Linked DNA regions of Sus scrofa: regions 2, 3, 4 and 5 are each linked to region 1. A link is a contact called in public Hi-C, HiChIP or PLAC-seq and promoter capture Hi-C data. All regions are on one chromosome and are shown on one strand. Each heading gives the region's core, a stretch centred on a gene start, on an enhancer-like site or on the middle of the called end of the contact. The rest is flanking DNA. Distances are from core to core; before and after follow the strand shown. Region 1 holds the start of ATP6V0D1 (V-type proton ATPase subunit d 1). Region 2 holds the start of DDX28 (probable ATP-dependent RNA helicase DDX28). Region 3 holds the start of PSMB10 (proteasome subunit beta 10). Region 4 holds the start of EDC4 (enhancer of mRNA-decapping protein 4). Region 5 holds the start of TSNAXIP1 (translin-associated factor X-interacting protein 1).

Region 1 (3,917 bases), core at 538-3,037:
TGCGAGGATAATGAGGTTGCTGGAAAGTTCCTACAACCCAGCACACTGAAGTGCTCTCCTCTCCTTCCCCAGCTCTGCTCCTATAAAGGAGATGACAGACTTTTCTTGCAAATTTATATTAAAACCATAATATCCACAACTGTACTTTAACTTCAGTAAGTTTTTAAATTTAAAGGTATTTATTTTCATATTACTGGTCCAGTTTGCAAGGTACATAACAACCTTTTAAAAAATTGAATTCACTTTTTTTTTTTTCTTTTTGCCATTTCTTGGGCCGCTCCCGAGAAATATGGAGGTTCCCAGGCTAGGGGTCGAATTGGAGCTGTAGCTGCCGGCCTACACCACAACCACAGCAACACGCATTTCGAGCCGTGTTTGCGACCTACACCACAGCTCAGGGCAACGCCGGATCCTTAACCCACTGAGCAAGGCCAGGGATCGAACCCACAACCTCATGGTTCCTAGTCAGATTCGTTAACCACTGAGCCACGATGGGAACTCCATGAGTTCACTTCTAACCTCAATAAGTTTATGATGAGAAAATTTTCTCTAGAAGGTGAATCATCTGGCCATTCTCCCCCTCCAGCTACCAACCTGGAGGCTAGCAGTACCTCTGTTCAAGGATATCAGGTAAAAGTCAGGGATGGTAACTCACAGCTCAGCCACTGTGCCCTTCACTACACGTGGGGGAGGGGAATGAAGCAAAGACTGGAATCAGGAACATACCCAGTTCAGTAAATGTGATTCTGTGATTCAGGGATTCAATCCCACTGTGGAACTTTGTGTTCTGAGAAGAAAGGATACCACTCCTGTACTTAGGAATCTTGTCCCAAAAGGTATCTTCGTAGAGGGGGTGAGAATTATTGTCAAATACGTATGTATGAACTTCCAGACTTTCAGGGCTCTCCCAAACATTGCCTTCAGGAGACTGCTCGATGGGAGGAAATTCTCGCTAAGCTGGCTCAGCAATTCCCCAGAAAGGCTCAGTCCCAGGCCAAAGGGAAGACACAATGATCCCAAAGGCCTTGGTGTATGTGTTGGGAGGGAAAGCAGGGGACTTTTCAACTTAGATTCCCCAAGCATTGCCACTAGACAGCTCTCTGGCTACGTCAAAGTAAAGAGGTTTGTATGAGCACATCCCGCATGAAGCAACCACTCCCGAGTGACCCTCTTCCAAACTACAACGCCGGAATAACAGGTTAAGAGGTGGCCCCAGAGGAAACGAACCACTGAAGTTCTTAATGCCGCGTTTGCGTTTAGGCCCACACTGAGCTGCAACTGGAAGTAGATTCCTTTCCGAAACACCCGCCATCACTCCCGGCTTCCCAGTGAGGCCTCTCAGGCCCGGATCCGGTTCCCCGACCTCTCCAGCGCCTTCGAGAACCCCCAGCTTCGCCTCCCACACCTAGGCACCTTCAGGCCGGGGCCCGCCTCCCTGCAGGCCTTTTCGGGCCCGCAGCCCAGCCCCGCGGCTCACCCTCGAGCGTCTCGCACTGCACCAGATTAAGGTAGTCCGCCTGGCTGAGCACTCCGGCCTTCAGGCCGCGCACAAGCCCCTCCAAATAGCCATTGTCCACGTTGAAGTAAAGCTCCGGGAAGAACGACATGGCTGCGTCTGGGGCGGCGGGACCAGAGGACCCGGACCGGACCGGCCGGCACGCAGCACAACTCCAAGATCAGCTGACGCGGCGCCAGCAGTGGACTGTCAAGCTCATCAGGTGACCATAAGGAGGCGGGGCTCTAAGCAGCACCCGATTTCCGGGTGGTTTCGCACGGAACTTCTGCGCAGCCGTGGGCTGGGGGGCCGCCCTCTGGCGCCTGCTCATTGAGGAGCTCTGGCGGGAGCGACTTAAAATGTCCGAGACTAGCCGCGTGGTGGCGCCCGTGGACGCGGGGGCTTGCACTTTATAGTTTCCGAGTCCGGAGCACCTGGTACTGTGGGGGCCCCTTATGCTTGGAAATATTCAGACTGGTGAATTAACCTTCCCCTGAGGGGAACTGGGAAGGGTGGGATTTGCTGGGGGTCACGCGTCGAGTTATCCTTAAGCGGGCCCTGGATCCTAATGGTTTGTTAGCCAGCGGGGAGCGACAGACCCTTTGCAGCGCTGCGACTCTTTCCCCCGCATTTATTATATAAGCTTCTTCTAGGGTTGGAGCACGGTCCTCCTCTGCTTCTCCCAACCGCTCCTGGCACTCTTAAGAGTGTAAGTGACTCATGTTGGAATAGCGCAGGCCCTGGAGTAGGGATGTGTCTGTGGTTTCTTGGCTTAGAGGCACCTTCGCCCCTAACGACCGTCACATTCAAAATAACGCCACAACCCTGGGGTTGGTCCCATACTTTATTGGCGCCCGCCTACCCCCACCCCGACCCCGACGACATTGGCTGGCCAGCTAGGTGCGGCTGCAGGGGTTCGTGGCAGTACCCAGCTTGCGGCAGTAGCAGAAGGCGTTGAAGAAACGGCAGTAGCATGTAGCACATGGGTCGCAGCATGGTACCTGGTGTCCCAGACAGGATTCGTGCAGCCTTACGCAGCGACGTGGGGAGCGTGCCTTGCGTCCTTCAGGATCTAGCACCTACAAGGGTTGGGAAACAAGGACTTCCAAAAGCACATTCATGGAATGCGCCAGATCAAGGCAGGATGGAAGTGGAGCGTGAACGGGATGGTCTGCAGTGTCGCCCCGGGTGAGGGGGTCAGGAAGTGCAGGTAGAGGTGTTTTGTATGTTTGTTTTTCCATTTTTGGTCACCCCAGAGCATATGGAGCTTCCGGTCAGAGATCAGCTCCAAGCCACAGTCTCAGCCTAAGCTGAAGGGATGGCAAGGCCAGATCCTTAACCCACTTGTGCTGGCCGGGGATGAAACCACGTCCCAGCGCTCCCAAGACACCGCCAATCCCGTTGTACCACAGTGGCAACTCCAAGCACAGATAGAGGTTGATGCTTGACACACCCACTCAAGACTTGTGGCCTCAGCCCTTTCCCTGAGCTGTTACCTCTGCCAAGGCCTTGGCCTCGGCCTGCTGCAGCAGAGCCTCTTCTGCCCGTTCTGCAGTTGTCCTCTTCAGTGGGGGCTGCAGGCCTAGATCTGGGACAGATGATGTGAGGGCAGAACCACCCATGCACAAAACACCCACCTCCCAGGCCTGGGATTGGGAAGGGGAAGAAAGGGCTCATACAAGCAGAATACTTTGTGGCCAGAGGATGTCCAAGCCCCACCCAACCCACTCCTGCCCGCACTGACCTTGGAGTTCTGGGAACAAGGCTTGGTCAAGCCTTCCGATACCCTCCAGGGGGGCCAAGCCTATCTGGGCCCCCAGCATGGTGGGCATTGCCAGCAGTAGGGCACAGCTCAGCAACATTGTGGTCAGCATAGCCTGGCTCAACAGGAGAATGTGCCACTTAGTCCCTCTTCATCCTTGGAGCACTCTCTAGGTGCCCTACCCCAGAGGGAAGCACCCCCACCCCCACCCCACAGAAAGTAAGAGTCCCCGCTCAACCTGAGGACTTACCTCTGCTTGCTGGATCCTTGCCCCAAGAGTTCCTGGCCACCCTATGCCCTCAGTTTATATGGCAGGGTCTAATGAAGGACCCACACGTGACTGCTCTCTGCAGCCAGAGCATGAGGGCCCCCCCCCAATGGGTGGGGACACAGTTCAGGCCTCTCTCACAGGCTTTTGGGTGCTCTGCAAGAGGAATACCCATCTCTAGTTTGGGGTGAAGTCTCCAGGAGCCAATGAAAGTTTGGGAATGATATAGGGTACCCAGGGCCCCCAAATTTCTACAGGACAGGGACCTGGGGGATGGGTAGGCTAGCGCTATTAGCCATAATAAGGCAGGCGGCCCTGAACACTTAATTTAATTTGTGGCCCTGGAGATGCTCACTCAGACCCTACACGTGGCATGTTCCTTTTGCTTCCAG
Region 2 (3,917 bases), core at 993-3,492, 490 kb after region 1:
CCGAAAGTGCCTAAGCTTGCCATTGTTGGTGAAGAAGATGTTTCTCTACTGCTAGTCACATCCCATTCTCCTCTTAATGGTTTAGTGGATGTTTTGGGGGCAGGAAATAAAATCTAAACTAAAACATCAATTCAAAGAACCTTTATCTTAGGGGTGGAGGTTTGGAGTGTAAATCTTCTCAGAATACAACAAATTCTGCCCCAGTGGAAACTATCACCAAGGGATGCCTACAAAAACATCACTATTGTTAGAAATCATGATGTAATACAAAGCCAAAATCGACTTTATTTTTCACATGAAAGACCACAGACAGCCACGCTCAGCAGTTCACCTTTCAGTGCTGGCCAGGAGCTTTATCTTCTGAAGCCAGAGAGCAGCCCAGGCCTTCAGGAAGGGGAGCAGGCTGTCCAGAGCGATGACTAGTGTGCTCACCTACCCAACACACACAGGTAAAGATCCCTGTTTTGGCATCATACTAAAGCCGGCTGTAATCAGGTTTGCTGAGGCAAAGGCTCTCTCACTGAGGACCCTAGTCCTGGAAGGCTTCTCCTCCGGCGGGCTGCCAGCTCAATCTTCTGAACCAGGCTCACATCCCAAGGGTGGGTCACAAAGCTGATGACAGTGCCTGGCACCTTGCTTCCCACACGGCCCACCCTCCCTGCTCTGTGGATGTAGTCTTGCAGGGTAAGAGGGAAATCATAATTGATAACTAGCTCCACCTGGGTGCTGTCCAGGCCCCGAGAGGCGATGTCTGTGCAGAGAAGTATGTCTTGGGAGCCCCTCTGGAAGGACTGGAAGATACCTGCCCTCATTGAGGCTGGCATTTGTCCCTGAAGTCTTAAGTGTTGGATTTTGTGGTCATCCAGAATATATCCCAACCAGTTCACAGTACTGGAGCTATTACAGAACACCAGAACAGTTCCTGCGGACCCAGTCCTATATGCTCTGTCATGCTGCTTGAGGATCTGCACCAACTCAGTCACCTTCTCTGCCCCCTTCAGCCTCATGAATGTCTGTTTGACATGAGGCATGATGCAGTGGAGCTTGGAACTGGTGATGGTGGTTAGAGAGTCTAAGCAGGCAGCTTTACTCAGCAGCTGGCTTACACCTTCAGGAAATGTGGCCCCTACCAGCACTAACTGAGCTTTGGGATTGAAGGGGTCTTTTAAGTCAGCTGGGCCTTCTGCTATGTGGCTCTTCTCCAAGATGTAGTCCACCAGTTCCAGAAAGCTTTCATCCAATAGTGTGTCTGCCTCATCCAACACCAAGAAGGAGAGCTGCTCCAGGCTGATCAGCTGACTTTTCAGGCCCTTCCACAGAGCCCCCGGAGTGGCCACTAGTACATCTGCTGGAGGCTGTTTGGATAGTTGCAGTCTGATCCTACTCATGCCATGGCCTCCCCCTAACTCCCGCACCTGGAGGCCCAAGGAGCTGCCCAAGGGCTGGGCCACGGCCCGTACCTGTTCAGCTAATTCTCGAGAAGGCACAAGAACCAGGCCTCGAGGAGCAGGGATACGACAGGAGTCCAGGCTTGGCTGGCCCAAGAGCCGCTGAAGCAGAGGTAGCATGTAGCCAAGAGTCTTGCCACTGCCGGTCTCCGCAGCGCAGAGGATGTGGCGGCCACCAAGTAGAGGGGGAATGGTACTTGACTGAACGGTTGTGGGCCGAACGACTTCGGGAGCAGCCTCTTGCAGTGCGCTCAGCACGCGGGGCTCCAGACCCAGATCGGCAAAGCTGTCCTTGGACGAGAGGTTCCGCAACGCTGGGGCCTCCTGTTGCTTGCGCTCGATTGAGAAGTGGTCCTGGCGGGCGCGCCGATTCTTCCAGCCACGTGAAGCGAGTGGTGCGGGCTCCCAACGGCCCAGCGTGAGACGCGCGGGCTGGTTCAACTCCGGCCGCCGCGCCGAGATCAGCAGCTGGCCAGGTCTCACCAAGACCGGCCGCGGGGGGCCCTGCTGCCCCCTCTGCCGCTGTTCCTGACGCCGTTGTAGAGCCCGCGGAATGCGCACCACTGGCAGGGGCTCGTCGGGACCGCGGACCGTTAGATCCCGTCGAGGCGCCAGATGCAACCGAGTCACGAGCGATAACAGCCGAAGCTGACGTGCTAGAGCCATGGTCCCCGTGTTGCCGGAGAGGCGCAATGCAGTGACGTCACAGATGCGCCAAGGCTTTGAGGACGGTGGCTGACGCGGCTCAGTAAAGCGTGCGGAATAGGCGAACTGTGAGGAGCGAGGAAAGATCTGTAGAGTTCAGCAGCTGTAAGGTCTGTAGGCCCAAACCGGGGGTGGTGACGTCCGGGCTCGGGCCAACCGTGGGGAGAGGTGCACGATTGAGGCAGTACTGGGGTTCGGCGTTACGAGGCGATGAGGTCCTGGCATTACGAACCAGGAGGGCGGAGGACTTCTGGCGGTATGATGTCCGATCCCTGCGATTCTTCTCTGTCGCCTTCAGAGCTCCTGTGATATCTTGTCCAGTTATGGTCTCCCTTCTGTAAACTCCTAGGGTGCGGCGATGTTTTCCCAGATGTGGTCTCCGTGTAAGGTCTTTTAATACAAGTAGTTAGTGAGAGTTTGAATGAATGATCAGGCCAGGGGACCTAGATTAACTCTTTTCCACCAGGCCCTTGGAGAGCTGAGGGCCCAGAGAGCAATCTGATGGCCTTCAGAGTATCCTCTCTTCAGTCTTTATTTCAAGAGAACTCATTTCTTCATACTTTTCCCCTTCCTCTTCAGCGGTGGTTCACTCTCCACTCCTTTGTCACCCTTTCCAACTTCTCATCAAGAACCCACTACTTCTTCAGTTAGCTCGCTCACCTCCACTGGCTTCCCACTCACCTTACCTAAATTACTTGACTAGTAGTGAACCATGTACTGCTACCAGTATGTGGTTTGTCTCACAAAGCCATGGTCAGACAAAATATTTTACTTAAATTTAGTTGTTCAGGTTGCAAAAAAGCCCTACACTGTTGGTACTTGAACAGATCCAGAAAATGGGTGTCTGATCATTTCTGTAGTCTTCAGTGCCTGGGGTAAAAAGATAAGGTAAATGTAGATAAAGCATCTGGGTGGTTCCTAACTTCTGGAGAATGAGTTGTAGTATCATCAAATACCATTATAAATACTATTAAATTTCAGATAGCGTTTTGACGCACAATTAAATTTTCTGGAGAGTTACCTGTTAAACCAGCAGAGGAGAAGTTTTGGGTGAACAAGATCATTGGATAGAGCAGTGGCTCTTGACTGAGGGTAATTTTGCCCCCACCTTTCCCCTAAGACATTTGATAATGGCTGGAGACATTTTTGTCACATCTGGGGAGGTGCTATAGGCTCTTCCTTTGGATAGAGTCCAGGATGCTGCTAAATAATGATCAGGACAGCTCCTTCCAAAAAAAGAATTATCTGGCTCAAAATGTCAATAGCGTGCTGTTGAGAAACTTTGGGTAGAGGATGAGGACTGAAGAGAGGCTGAGGTTACCACATGTGCTTTCATTTCAGGTAGTGACATTTGCCAGACTCTTGTGTGGTCCTGCTCATTCTGTAGCAGGCATATTTATGCTGTTGCTTATCATGGCTTTGGGATCAGGAAACCTCAGGAAGGCCCTGCAAGTCATAAACACAGGAAGGAGTGATTCAAGAGGGTGATGCTGGAGAAGAGAACTTTAGGGAGAGTTGTCCTCATGTGTTTGGGGAATGTGCCGGATGGCAAAGAGATGAGGTATGCTGTGGGGATGTACCATTCTAAAAAAGCAGACTGGGTCTGATGCGTGACAGGGAGTCAGATTCTGAAAGATGGCTGTAGCAACTAAAATTGTGCAAATCTGTCTTGAGAGTGCTGGGGTTTTCTGTCATTGAAAGGTTCATATACAGGCTGATTACCACTGATGGTGATATGCTAAAGGGAGTTCATATAAAGGATGC
Region 3 (3,917 bases), core at 551-3,050, 420 kb after region 1:
TCCCAGGCTCATTTCCTTTTTCTTTCTGGGCCTTAGGCACCTATGAAGTGACATATGCCTCTCTTTCCATCCACCTCAAAACAAGACCCAGACTCCAGACCCCACCTGTTGTTCTCTCCTCCCTTAGCTCTAAATGGTCCTCTCTGAGTTTTGACCTCTCCATGCAGTCCAAGCTTTGGCATTGACAGTGGTCTGTTGGAATTGCACTTCTCCACCCTCGCTCCACTGGCTTCTCCTCCTGTACTCAGTCATCACCTCTGAAAAGCTTTTCCTGACCTCCGGATTAGGCCAGGGTACCTCTGTGTTTCCCCAGCTCCCAAGTGCACTTCCCACCAATGCAATGCCTAGTGGGGCGCAGATGTCACTCACAGTCATGTTGGGCTGGAACCGGTCTTCTAGCACTGCCAGGGCTGCATCTTGGCCGGAGCCTGTAGACAGGAGGGGTATCTGAGGTCAGCCGCGGCCGCATGGTCGCGGGAGAAACGGGAGGCCAGGATGGTATACGTGGGATTCGTGGGGAAGGGATGGAAGGGCTCACCTAGGGCCGTGAAGGGCAGACGGCTGTAGGACCCATGGGGGTGCACGCTGTAGAGCTGGGGTCCTGTGAAGTCTATGCCGCCCACGATTAGCGACGCGCCCACATGGCCCTGGTACCTTTTCCGCAAGTGGGCGCAGTCAGCCAAACAAACCAGGACCCAGGTCCCTCCCCTCCATGGTCCTGCACCCGAGCCCCGCCCCTTCCCGTGGTCTGGAGCCCCATGACTGACATTGCTGCTTCCGGTTGCCTTCTTAACTCCTCTTAGGCTGACCTCTTCCGGTCTCCCGGCACCTCGCAGCCCTGTCCTTCCTCTTGTCCCACCTCCTATCAGCCCCACCTTCCCTGCAACTGCCCCTCCCCAGGGTCGTCTTAGCCCAGCTCCAGCACCGGAAGAGCTTCTGGCGTAACATGCGAGTGACAGTGGCCACGCGCGGCTCGCGGCCGGTGGATAGTGCGTGTAGCTCTATGTTGGATGCCGCCATCCGCGTGGTCATCTCGGCGTCCGCGGCTACTCCAGCCCCACAGCAGCTGAGGGTGAAGGGAGGGTCCATGTGGTCGGGGCTAAGGTGTGCGGAGACCAGGGACGGGGAACTAAGGGGCAGTTCTTGAGAGGAATGCTCACTAGATTTTGGGGGCGATGAAGTGGATCTTTTCGCAGCTCTTGTCCGCCACGACCGAGTCGTTAGTGGCCCGCGTATCCGCGCCCAGGATTACCCCGTCCTGGAGAAGAGGGGAGAAGCCGTTAGGTCATTGCCCACTTCCTATTCCCGGCCGCCCCTCCACGCCCCACAGTCACAACTTCTTGCTCACCTGGAATACAAGACCTGCAATGGTGGTCCCCGTCTTGAGTGCGTGAGGGACCCGGAACCCAGGGAGGGCGCGTTCCAAGGATGCATTTCTGGAACGGAGGGAAAAGTCTCAGGTTTCTTTTCTTATGGGATCCCCCTCCCCCAATCACATTCTCCAACTCCGTCCACGTTTCTCTCACTTCTCCATGTAAGCCTCGGAACCCAAGTCGTCGTCTTACTTTTAAAGATCCTGGTTCTCCCACTCCCAGAGACCCTCACTGAGGACCTAGGCAGCTGGGGACCAATCATCCCCCCACTCACCTCTGGCAGTTCTCAAAGGAAAAGCCCCCTAGGGGCTCTAGCGCTATCTTCTGCATGTCCAGGTGGGCAGGGCAGTCCAGGGGTATGGAGGTCAGAGGAGTAGGACCAGCACCAAGCAAAGAAGGCCACAGCCTTGTCCTTTGTCCTTGTCCTGCACGACTGAGCTTAACTGCTTTCGCTTTCACATTTCCTCACAGCATGATGGCTCCTTTCTGCATCCTCTTTCACTTTCACCTTCACCTCTGGTCCTATGCAGCTTGGCAAGGGTGAGATGTCCCTTGCCTGGTTCTCCATGTTGCTCCCAGGCCTCTGTCTGATACAGCAACAAATACCTCCCTTCTGGCCATTGTCCCGCCTGAGCCCTGAGCTCTGCCTACTCTGACCCCAACTCTAATTGCAAGTCCCAATGCCCCAAGCTGTCACACTGACCAAGTCTCTGATCTCATTGTTACTGGCCTGCCAACAGCATCAGCTGCCTATTGTCTTTTATTACTCTCCTTCTCCCAACTCCTGCCTATTTTGCTGCCTTAGCCTTTTCCATCAAACCTCAGACTCCAAGGCTCAATCCTTGGCCAAGGCAATGCCGATCCTTCCATCATCCCTGTTTCAGGTGCTGTTTTCTCTCTCTCAGGAACGGTGCCATGGCTGTTCATCTGGTGGCCCATACACATTCTGGGCTCTACCCATGGCCAAGCCTTTTTTCACTTCCCAAATGACCCTTGATCTATCCAGATCTTTCTCCTAATTACTGCTTATCTCAACTAGCAGTATCTCTCCCCTAGATTCTACACTGGCCTCCCTGGTTTCCCCACACTTCCTGCCCCTCATCTTCCAGCACAGGCTACACTCTACCCTGCAGAGACGGGGCTTTTTACTAGATTGGAAATCTGGTCATACTCTTTCCTATTTATTTATTTATTTATTTATTTATTCATTTATTTATTTTTGTCTTTTTGTCCTTTTTAAAATTTATTTTTTATTACTTAAATGACTTTATCACATCTGTAGTTGTATAATGATCATAACAATCTGATTTCACAGGATTTCCATCCCACACCCAAGCACATCCCCCCATCCCCCAAACTGTCTCCTCTGGAGACCATAAGTTTTTCAATGTCTGTGAGTCAGTATCTTTTCTGCAAAGAAGTTCAGTCTGTCCTTTTTTTCAGATTCCACATGTCAGTGAAAGCATTTGATGTTGGTATCTCATTGTATGGCTGACTTCACGTAGCATGATAATTTCTAGGTCCATCCATGTTGCTAAAAATGCTGGTATTTCGTTCTTTTTAATGGCTGAGTAATATTCCATTGTGTATATGTACCACATCTTCTTAATCCACTCCTCTGTTGATGGACATTTAGGTTGTTTCCATGTTTTGGCTATTGAAAATAGTGCTGCAATGAACATCGGAGTACATGTGTCTTTGTGACTCATGGTTTTTAGGCTGTGCCCACGGCATATGGAGGTTCCCAGGCCAGGGGTCTAATCGGAGCTGTAGCTGCCAGCCTACACCAGAGCCACAGCAACGCGGGATCTGAGCCACCTCTGTGACCTACACCACAGCTCACAGCAACGCTGGATCCTTAACCCACTGAGCGAGGCTAGGGACAGAACCCACAACCTCATGGTTCCTAGTTGGATTCGTTTCTGCTGCACCACAGGGGGAACTCATCTTTTTCCTATTTAAACTCTGTACCAGCTGCATGCTGCTCTTAGGCTCCATAAAAATTAAATCTTCAGGGTGTTCCTATTGTGGCTCAGCAGGTTAAGAACCTGATATATTGTATGTGAGGATGCAGGTTTCATCCCTGACCTCACTCAGCAAGTTAAGGATCCAATGTTGCCACCATCTGCAGTGTAGGTCGCAGATGCATCTCAGATCTAGCATTGCGGTGGCTATGGCTGTGGCATAGGCCGACAGCTGCAGCTCCGATTCTACCCCTAGCCCTGGAACTTATATGCCACATGTGTGGCCCTAAAAGTGAAAAAATTAATTAAAACTTCAGTATTGAAATGACATATTTAGTGGCTGTTACTCTCACAGATTCTCAACTCCTGTGCTTCTGTCACCCCCTAGCTCTCACAAGTCCCTGTTTAGAGGTGGGTCTTGCCTGTTCTTTTGGGAGCTAGGAGAGACAGCTTACATTTTCCCTATCCTGCCCTCTTGGCTCCATGTACCTTTATTCCACAGCTGTGTGTGCAGCTGCCTCCAGTTCCCAGAGCAGTGGCGGGCATGAAGCAGGCTGCCTAAAGAGAAGAATGGCAAGCT
Region 4 (3,917 bases), core at 578-3,077, 360 kb after region 1:
AAAGGTTGTCTTTTTTTTTTTTTTAAATCTACTGACAAGTTGCTCTAGTAACCCAAAGAAGTGAAGGAAAAAGCAGCTGCCTCACCGCCCAGATATTGATTTGTTCAGATGTTTCAATGCCTCATGATACAATAAAACCACGAAAATTTTCTTAACAGTTTAAATTGTTTTAATTAGTTTAACAGTTGGCTGGCCATCAATAACTACCCTGCCGCATTGGCTCTCTCATGTCTTACTGTCCCACCTCTGCCCCAACTCAGCAATACCTGTTGCAAGGAGAAAACACTGACTTCTCTCAGAAGTCCTGAAGGCACGGTGTTACCTCCAGGGCCCACCTGGTCTTGGGAAAGTGAGCTGCAGACTGGGAGAGCTCAGGTCTGGCCTGAAGCTTCCCTTGTAGTGAAGCCTCTGCAGTCAGTTTTGACACCTCCTTTGACCTCTCTACTGGGTCTCATCAGGGCCCTAATGATGGGTGAAATGACCCAGAATCCCACTGGCCCATTAGGTTCAGTCCCTTTCGACTGAGGGCTCAGCAAGACCAAGTGAGCAGAGGTTTGAGGGATGAGGGGCCTGTTTTATCTACAGAAGAGTCAGGATCACATCTAGTGTGCCCCATAAATCCCAGGCCAAGCAGAGGGCAGCCTAGATGCTGTACCAGCTGCTTTGGATATCATTGCCCAAAGGGGAGTGCCTTGAATAGCCAGCCTCCAATGCCCACAGATCCAGGCCTAGTTGAGTTGGAGTATAGATTTAGAGCTGTAAAAGAACGCAATCTGAGTTTGAGTGATTCAGGTTCTAGGATTTCTCACCTCTGAGACCTCTGCAAGGCATCTCTAGGCCTCTTCCTAGTCCTTCCCTTACCACACACCCACCCACCCCTTCACATTATCTTCAAATCCCAAGAAATCTCTAATACTGAGGCAGTTTCTGCTCCTCAGTTTGGGGAACAGGACTTGCCTAATACAAATCTGGCCCTTTAGCCCTGAGGCCTTGGTGGTGTAAAACTGGTAGCAGGGTAGCAACCACAGGCTAGGACCAATCCAAGGACTTGGGCTGGTGTCCTGTAGGGGTTTTAGGATTGGTGAGGGCACCACAGCTTTGCTTGACCTTGAACACCACCTCCCTCCCTCCTGCACTCTGGATGGAAGCCAAGGACTTAACTCAGACCCCCACTTGTTGCCTGGCTACCCTGGGCACAGAGCTGGATGGTGTGCTGTTTGGAAAGACAGCATACTCAGGAGATTTCAGTGAGACGGATTTCTAGGCTGCTGTGTTATTTGGGGGGTGGAGGAGGTTGGGGAGAGGCAGAAACCTGCTGCCTCTTAAACCACCCTGTATAAAATCGGCAATACAGCTTCTTCCATGTACCTGTGCCTGAAATGTCTGCAATAAAGAGGTGTTTATATTACTATGGTTTACTTTCTTTTTGCCCAAGGGTGCCAAGACATGCAGGGGGATGCTGGGGGACATTAAGGAGTGATGTGATGTTTGTGGAGACAATCTCCCCTGCCCATGCAATTCCTGGGTCCAGGATTTCTCAGATCCCGTCAGGCCTTGGGTTACAACCACACGCTTCCTGAAGGGGAAACCGAGGCTTCTGTCAATCCAACTTGTTCCTGGGGCATCTGAGTGATTCACCTTGGCAACCGAATTGACTTGGTCCTAGGCCCATAGGGAGTGGATTTGGACCAGGTGGGATATCCTGAGGCGATCAGAGCTTTGGGCGGTCCGGTAGCTGGACATTTTGCTCTCCTTCAGCCCTGCGGAACTCCTCCCCCTCACCCCGACCCTATTAGTCCCGGGGCGGGACCGCGGTAGGGACGGGCTTCAGGAGGGTGCGTGGCGGCCACCCCCAGCCCGGAACCTTTCTTCTCCGCCCAGGGCAGGTTCCGGGAGCCGAAGCTCGGGCGGGCCGGAAGTGGAGGCGGTTGGTGGGGTTGGCGGGGCTCAGGGACGCGGCGCGGGCGGCGGTTTGCGAGCTTCAGGTGGACGGAGTGTGGTGACTGGCGTCCCACTGTCTGGCCCTGGCTGGGTTGTGCGCCCCTGGACGGTGCGCGGCGTCGGCGGAACGAACGCGGTGCGGACCGGGCGTCCGCGGCTGGGCCCATGGCCTCCTCCTGCGCGAGCATCGACATCGAGGACGCCACGCAGCACCTGCGGGACATCCTCAAGCTGGACCGGCCCGCGGGGGGTGAGCTGGGAGAGTGGGGGTGGGCCCTCGGCGACCAAGCAGAAGGGCGGCGCGAGCCTCGACCACCTTCATGGCCCAAGGGTCCTTGAGGACCGGCTCTTCATCCTTTCTGCCGGCGAGGGCGACGAGGGTGGGAGCGGCACATCCCTGAGCGTGCTTCCCAAAGGGCGCAGACCCCCGTGTGCAATCCTTCCCTGTCCCGGAGTCCGGCCGTTCTGCCTCGTCCTTCAGCGTTTTGGCTGAAAGTGAGGCCCCTTCTCTGAATCCGCAGAGCCCCTTAGGTCTCCTGGCCCCAGGGTCTCTAGTGTTCTTGGGACTGGTCCGGGTTTCCTACCCTTTTTGCCCTAGTTCAGACGCTTAGTCTGGGCTCTGTATGCCAAATTCTGGGTCTAGATTTAGGCGCTTATGCTGAGGAGCCGCTGATCCCCCTCTGCACCTTGCCCTTCCTTCTTGAACAGACTCCAGGCCTGAAACCCATTTTCAGGAGGAAGGTGACCAACCCCAGTTCTGTGTCCTCTCTGGCGTTAAGATATATCACCGAGCTCACAATCCTGATTGGATTAGGCTACAAAGATCTGCAAGCCCCAGTTTATTTCCATTCATTTAAACTTTGCAGTGGTGCTTCACAGCTGCTCCTGCCCTCAGTGAGCCCCCTGGACACAAGAGCTAATGAGGTGTAATATAATGCTCTTGTCTCTGAAAGAAGGGTTTTGGGACTGTGATGGGGAGACGGTAGGTGGAGAGGGGGCTGGAAAGTGCCTAAGAACAGATCTGAGAGAGGAGACAATGTTTAGGCTAAGTCTTGCATCTTGGACAGAGGCTTGGATGTCAGAAAAAACATTCTACAAAGAGGAAATGACACGTGTGACTACCAAAGTTGCCTGGCAGGTTCAGGGGCCTGTGAAAAGCTGTAGTGGTCGAGAAACTGGTAGGTGATGGTGATGTGGATGGGCAGTGGCCAGAGCTGAGAATTGGTGTGTCTTCAGATCCTGTTCTTAAACCTGCTGGAAGGCCCAAACTGACTCCTTTTGGAAGCATGCACTGGTGCCCAGTCTTGGATTTAAGGACCTTTCCCTCCTATAGAAAATCCACATGCTGCCTACCACTGAGTCCTTTTCCCCAGGCCTGGAGTGCCTGCTGCCTTTACTCATAAGCTTGGCTTGGGCCTCTCATGTCAGCTGCTGTGCAGACTGGTCTCCCCAAAGGTTTGGTAGAGCCTGGTGTGGGTAATGCTGTGTAGTTTGTTTGTTTGTCCTCATGGTAGCCTGCTTGGGAGGCAAAGTGGTCAGCTTACCCTGAGCAGCTAAGGTGGCTCTAATGTAAGTGAAGAGGCCTGTGGGCTTTCCTCTTAACTCCTTGTTTATTGATTGGTACTTGATTTCCCACTTTGCCAAGTTACCCTTGCTTGTCTCTACTCACTGGAGAACCATGTCAGACCCCAGGCTCTTTTGTGATGAAAAACTTGCCATATTCCTGAATAGAAAGCCCTAGTCTCTTTGCCACCTGGGAGTTTTGGAGGGGTGTCAGAACCTATGCGGGTACTTGAATCAGTCAATGGCAGACAACTGAAATGCTGTCTCTCCTGACTCACACCCTACCCCATAATTTCTCTCCTCTTTGTCCAGCTCCTTCATGTCCATTCCTCTAGGGTGGGTTCTTCTGAGCCATTTCTGTGTGAGGCAGTCTCCTTCCTTTCTTATTCTCACGTCTTATCATGTCTTTCCAT
Region 5 (3,917 bases), core at 579-3,078, 300 kb after region 1:
GTCCCGAGACTGAAAAACAAGTTTATGAGTAGCAAGGTCACCTGATTTTGACCATGTGCATGCTGTTTACCCTAAGATGACAGGCCAGTGGCTGCCGCAGCTTTGATGAATGCTGCAAAGACTTTACTACTCCTTTGAAGTCTAAAGGGGCCTCTACATGACTAATAACCATAAAAAGGAACCTTGAATGCAGCAAGAGTGTGAAAGGAGGGAAGTCACAAACACCCCACAATAATGGGGAAACTCCATTCTGGACACTGAATTGTTAATGTAAACTTGGTTCCCTCACCTATGAGGTACCTCATTTCGTCATCACTAAAGAGAAGCCCCTCCTCTACACCAGGTTCCTAACTGCCATCAAAGGCTGCTGCTTAGACCAGGCCATGCCTACAGCCAGGTAACAGAGGCAGCCACTATTAATCCCCTCTGCAGCCCAGACCCATACAGCTCAGCAGCTCACACAAGTCACAAGGGTCAATCAGGAGACCTCAAACTTTGACCAAAAGGAACAGCTCAGTATTGGGCTTACCCATCTCTTCCTTTGCTGACAATCTTCACCTCAAAGTAATAAATGCCACAGGCAGCAGGTATGGGGTGGGTGGCGCGCACTGAGGCTGCATCTTTGTGATTTTTGCCATGACCTAGTAAGAGAGGACAAAGAAATTTCAGCAAAAGGAAATGCAAATGGAAGACTCATTCTTCTCTGCTCCACAGCAACTTCACCCCTCATAGCCAGAGGAAGCCCTTTCCTGGTCCAAGGTGTAATTAGACAACAACTGAGCAAACACACAAACCTCCCACCTCATCCTCAGAACAGTAGCACTGTCTGAGACACTGTCTCCATACAAACCACAGGAGGCATATGCAAGGTGGGTGACAAGTGAGAGATTCCCTCGTGCTGCTGCCAGACTCTCCAGAATACAAGCAGCCAAGCAGCCCACTTAGGAGACTAAGGGAGGAAGAGGCAGCCCTGGAAGATGGCCCCACAACTTTAGCACAGAACCGTAGGCAGTGTCTGAGATGTCCAGCAGGTAAGCAAGCTCATGCACCTCTGGCTAATAGAGAGGATGAGACCACTAATGTCTACAGAGACGTTTAAAGCTAAGCAGTGGTGAAGGGCCCAGGGAGAGTTCCAACTACCACAGGACAGGCAAGAAGGCCTTGGGTGCAATGTCCAACCCAGCACTGGGTTTGGACACCTGTTGAGGTTCTCCTGACATCCGAAGTCTCACGGCAGAGTAGGCTAAGCAGCCAATCCTCGGTCTGGTCAGCCCACCACCCAAACACCCAACAGGAGCTAAGGCCTAATCCGGAGCTTGGGGAAAGGAAGTGATGAAGCAGGGGCTGGACAGCACAGCCACCCTGCTGACGCTCTGGCCTTTTACCCCCCGCGGCCAAACAGGCCGATACCTTTGTAGTGGACGCGGAGGTTGCCCTGGGAGAGGCCGATATAGTTGTACTTGTCCTTGGGGCTCCAGGAGCGCGGCAGCGGCGTCTCATGCTGGTTGACCGCGGGATACAGGCGCTGCAGGCGCCGGCTCAGTTCCTGCTCCCCCGGAGACGGCAGCCCGCCCCCAGCGCCCCCGCCGGAGGAGTCTCCAACCTGCGGGCTCCCAGCTCCCGGATCCGCCGTCGCCGCCGCCATCTTGGAGGGAGCTGCTATTGTGTCACTGGGGGCGGGGAAGAACAGGACTAGATCCGCCCCGCTCAGCCAATGGCCGGAGAGCAAACCCGGGCCGCAGGGAAATCGAGTCCGAGTTAGGTACCTCTCTTTGCATACTGCCACGCCCTGCCATATTTCGGACTTCATTTCCCAGAATGCAGAGCTCTCCATAGGGAGGCTAGCTCGGGCTGGTAAAGAACTTTGGGAGATGTAGTACAAACCGACTCAGTCATAAGCCTGCTTAGCCAAGCTATTAGGACACCAAAAACTACAGTTCCCGCTGGCAACGCGATTCTGGCCTCTCACTTCGCCTCCCTCACCCATGGCCTCTGTTTATCCTCCTGCCTCAATTCTGGTCGCTAGAGTCATATCTGCTGTAGTGACAGACTCTGAGAAGACCCTATTCCCAAGTCTGACCCCATCTTGGCTACTTGGCCTTCCTCCTAGCCCGCGGGCTCTGGGCTGGGGGCAAGACACAACCTTGACCCCGCCCCCGCCGCTGGGCTGCTGGGAACTGGTCGCCATGGCGACGAGCTGTACACTAGCACGGCTTTCCAGTTCGCGAGTGCTGGCTGCACGGCTGCCCTAGGGTCATGGCCTCCTCCAAACCGCAGTGCCCCAGCTTGGCGACCACGTCGAGGTAAGCGCTGGCAGGGCTGAGGGCGGAGAAGAGGGCTTTACTACTTCCAGAAAAAGAAATAAATGGTACCTGATTCGGACCTCTCTCCGTTGGTCTGGGGCTCCAACCGCACAGGATAGGTGATGAAGAAACAGAATCTCAGATGACTCCTCAGCTCAGGGAGGCCGTTACATTCTTGTAAAAGGGCAGGCATACTTTATCATTAGTAACAGCCATCTTGTTTGTATTGAGCGTGCCAAGTTTTTTTGTTTGTTTGTTTGTTTGTGTTTTTTTATCTTTTTAGGGCCGCACCAGCGGCGTATGGAAATAACCAAGCTAGGGGTCGAATGGGAGCTGCAGCTGCCGGCCTATATCACAGCCACAGCAACACTAGATCCGAGCCACGTCTGGGACCTGCACCTCAGGTCAGGACAACACAAGATCCTTAACCCACTGAACAAGGCCAGGGATGGAACCCGCATCCTCACGTATCTTCTGTCCGGTTCTTAATGCGCTGAGCCACAGCCGGAATTGTGCCATGCTCTTTACATAGCACAATTAACCCTCACAACAACTCTATGAATTAGTAATATCACCATTTTACAAATAGAGAAATAGAAGTCTAGAGAGATCATGAGTTTTACACCTGTTTATAAATGACTGAGCTAGGATTCAAACCCAGCCAGGCATGTGTGATTCCTGAAACTGAGCGCTTAGCCACAAGGTTAACAGCCTCTGCACCCACTGGTTTATGACAAAGAAGCATCACTAAGCAGCCTAGAAACATCCCGAGGCCTCCTGCTAGCTCCTGCCTGTATTCAGGGTGCAGCCTCTGGACACTGAAAATAAGATAACAAGCTCCGTTAGCCAGGAAAGTCACAAAGCATATATTTAAAACAAAAAATTTTGGAGTTCCCATCGTGGCTCAGTGGAAAGAAATCCAACTAGGAACCACGAGGTGGCAGGATCAATCCCTGGCCTTGCTCAGTGGTTAAGGATCCAGCTTTTTGGTGAGCTGTGGTATCGGTCATAGATGTGGCTCGGATCTGGTGTTGCTGTGGCTGTTGTGTAGGCCAGCAGCTATAGCTCCAATTAGACCCCTAGCCTGGGAACCTCCATATGCCGCAAGTGCAGCCCTAAAAAGCAAAAAACAGGGCAAATACCTTTCTAGCTCTAGAGAAGGCCCTTAAGTTCTGGGCCTCTGTTTCCATATCTCAAATATGGGAATGATACAGCCCACCTTACATTTTCAGGAAAATTTAGGCAGCGTGTATGAAGCTCTCATGACAGATCTTGCACATATTAAGCCTTCGGTGTTTAATGAGTGTATTTTCTCACTTCTACTCATTCCTAATGAAAAAACCTGATCGCACCTAAACTCTAATCCCCCAGGGTATGTGCTACCTTGGCAGAGAAAACTTACAAAAGTTAGGAAATTAAATGCCAATTTGATTATTCTATCCAGAGCTAAAATGAATCTACAAAAACCAGACAGTAGGCATGTGAAAAGGTGTTTTTACCCAACACAGGAAAGATTTAGGAAATGCAGTCATATTTGAAAGGGATATGAAATAGACTCAGAAAGGGAATCCCCATGTATTTTTAAAAGGAAGCATAATGTAATTGCTGAGGCTG

The links. Promoter capture Hi-C pulls out the DNA fragments that hold promoters and counts their contacts. Hi-C and Micro-C count contacts between places; a contact is called where the count stands out from the background. HiChIP or PLAC-seq counts read pairs in DNA pulled down with a chosen protein or histone mark.
Region 2: a contact with region 1 is called in an H3K27ac HiChIP or PLAC-seq map of alveolar macrophages. The contact joins the promoter of DDX28 here to the promoter of ATP6V0D1 in region 1. A contact is called at or near these places in 1 of 5 promoter capture datasets (fetal liver) and 1 of 2 datasets of contacts at active chromatin or transcription factors (alveolar macrophages).
Region 3: an H3K27ac HiChIP or PLAC-seq map of alveolar macrophages shows a contact between it and region 1. The contact joins the promoter of PSMB10 here to the promoter of ATP6V0D1 in region 1. A contact is called at or near these places in 1 of 47 Hi-C or Micro-C datasets (liver) and 1 of 2 datasets of contacts at active chromatin or transcription factors (alveolar macrophages).
Region 4: a promoter capture Hi-C map of fetal liver shows a contact between it and region 1, with 2.6 times the contacts expected there. The contact joins the promoter of EDC4 here to the promoter of ATP6V0D1 in region 1. A contact is called at or near these places in 1 of 5 promoter capture datasets (fetal liver) and 1 of 2 datasets of contacts at active chromatin or transcription factors (alveolar macrophages).
Region 5: a contact with region 1 is called in a Hi-C map of liver, with 4 times the contacts expected there. The contact joins the promoter of TSNAXIP1 here to the promoter of ATP6V0D1 in region 1. A contact is called at or near these places in 2 of 47 Hi-C or Micro-C datasets (heart right ventricle and liver) and 1 of 2 datasets of contacts at active chromatin or transcription factors (alveolar macrophages).

The regions. Positions count from the first base shown.
Region 1 is chr6:28,130,293-28,134,209 of Sscrofa11.1, forward strand. It overlaps ATP6V0D1 (V-type proton ATPase subunit d 1), which reads right to left and starts at 1,788. Exons shown (of 8, transcript XM_003126946.4): 1 at 1,478-1,788. The coding sequence starts at 1,607. AGRP (agouti related neuropeptide) reads right to left here and starts at 3,369. Exons shown (of 3, transcript NM_001011693.1): 1 at 3,240-3,369; 2 at 2,992-3,083; 3 at 2,392-2,574. The coding sequence starts at 3,369. The coding sequence ends at 2,392.
Region 2 is chr6:28,615,201-28,619,117 of Sscrofa11.1, forward strand. DDX28 (probable ATP-dependent RNA helicase DDX28) reads right to left here and starts at 2,243. Exons shown (of 1, transcript XM_003355776.4): 1 at 261-2,243. The coding sequence starts at 2,114. The coding sequence ends at 492. It overlaps DUS2 (tRNA-dihydrouridine(20) synthase [NAD(P)+]-like), which reads left to right and starts at 2,150. Exons shown (of 17, transcript XM_005655778.3): 1 at 2,150-2,263.
Region 3 is chr6:28,545,809-28,549,725 of Sscrofa11.1, forward strand. PSMB10 (proteasome subunit beta 10) reads right to left here and starts at 1,801. Exons shown (of 8, transcript NM_001044565.1): 1 at 1,648-1,801; 2 at 1,349-1,436; 3 at 1,161-1,258; 4 at 926-1,066; 5 at 539-654; 6 at 370-428. The coding sequence starts at 1,703.
Region 4 is chr6:28,487,600-28,491,516 of Sscrofa11.1, forward strand. It overlaps EDC4 (enhancer of mRNA-decapping protein 4), which reads left to right and starts at 1,828. Exons shown (of 29, transcript XM_003126926.5): 1 at 1,828-2,191. The coding sequence starts at 2,107. NUTF2 (nuclear transport factor 2) reads left to right here. Exons shown (of 5, transcript XM_003126922.5): 5 at 1-1,408.
Region 5 is chr6:28,426,703-28,430,619 of Sscrofa11.1, forward strand. TSNAXIP1 (translin-associated factor X-interacting protein 1) reads left to right here and starts at 1,829. Exons shown (of 16, transcript XM_021094108.1): 1 at 1,829-2,303. The coding sequence starts at 2,257. It overlaps RANBP10 (ran-binding protein 10), which reads right to left and starts at 1,681. Exons shown (of 14, transcript XM_003355780.5): 1 at 1,411-1,681; 2 at 530-641. The coding sequence starts at 1,645.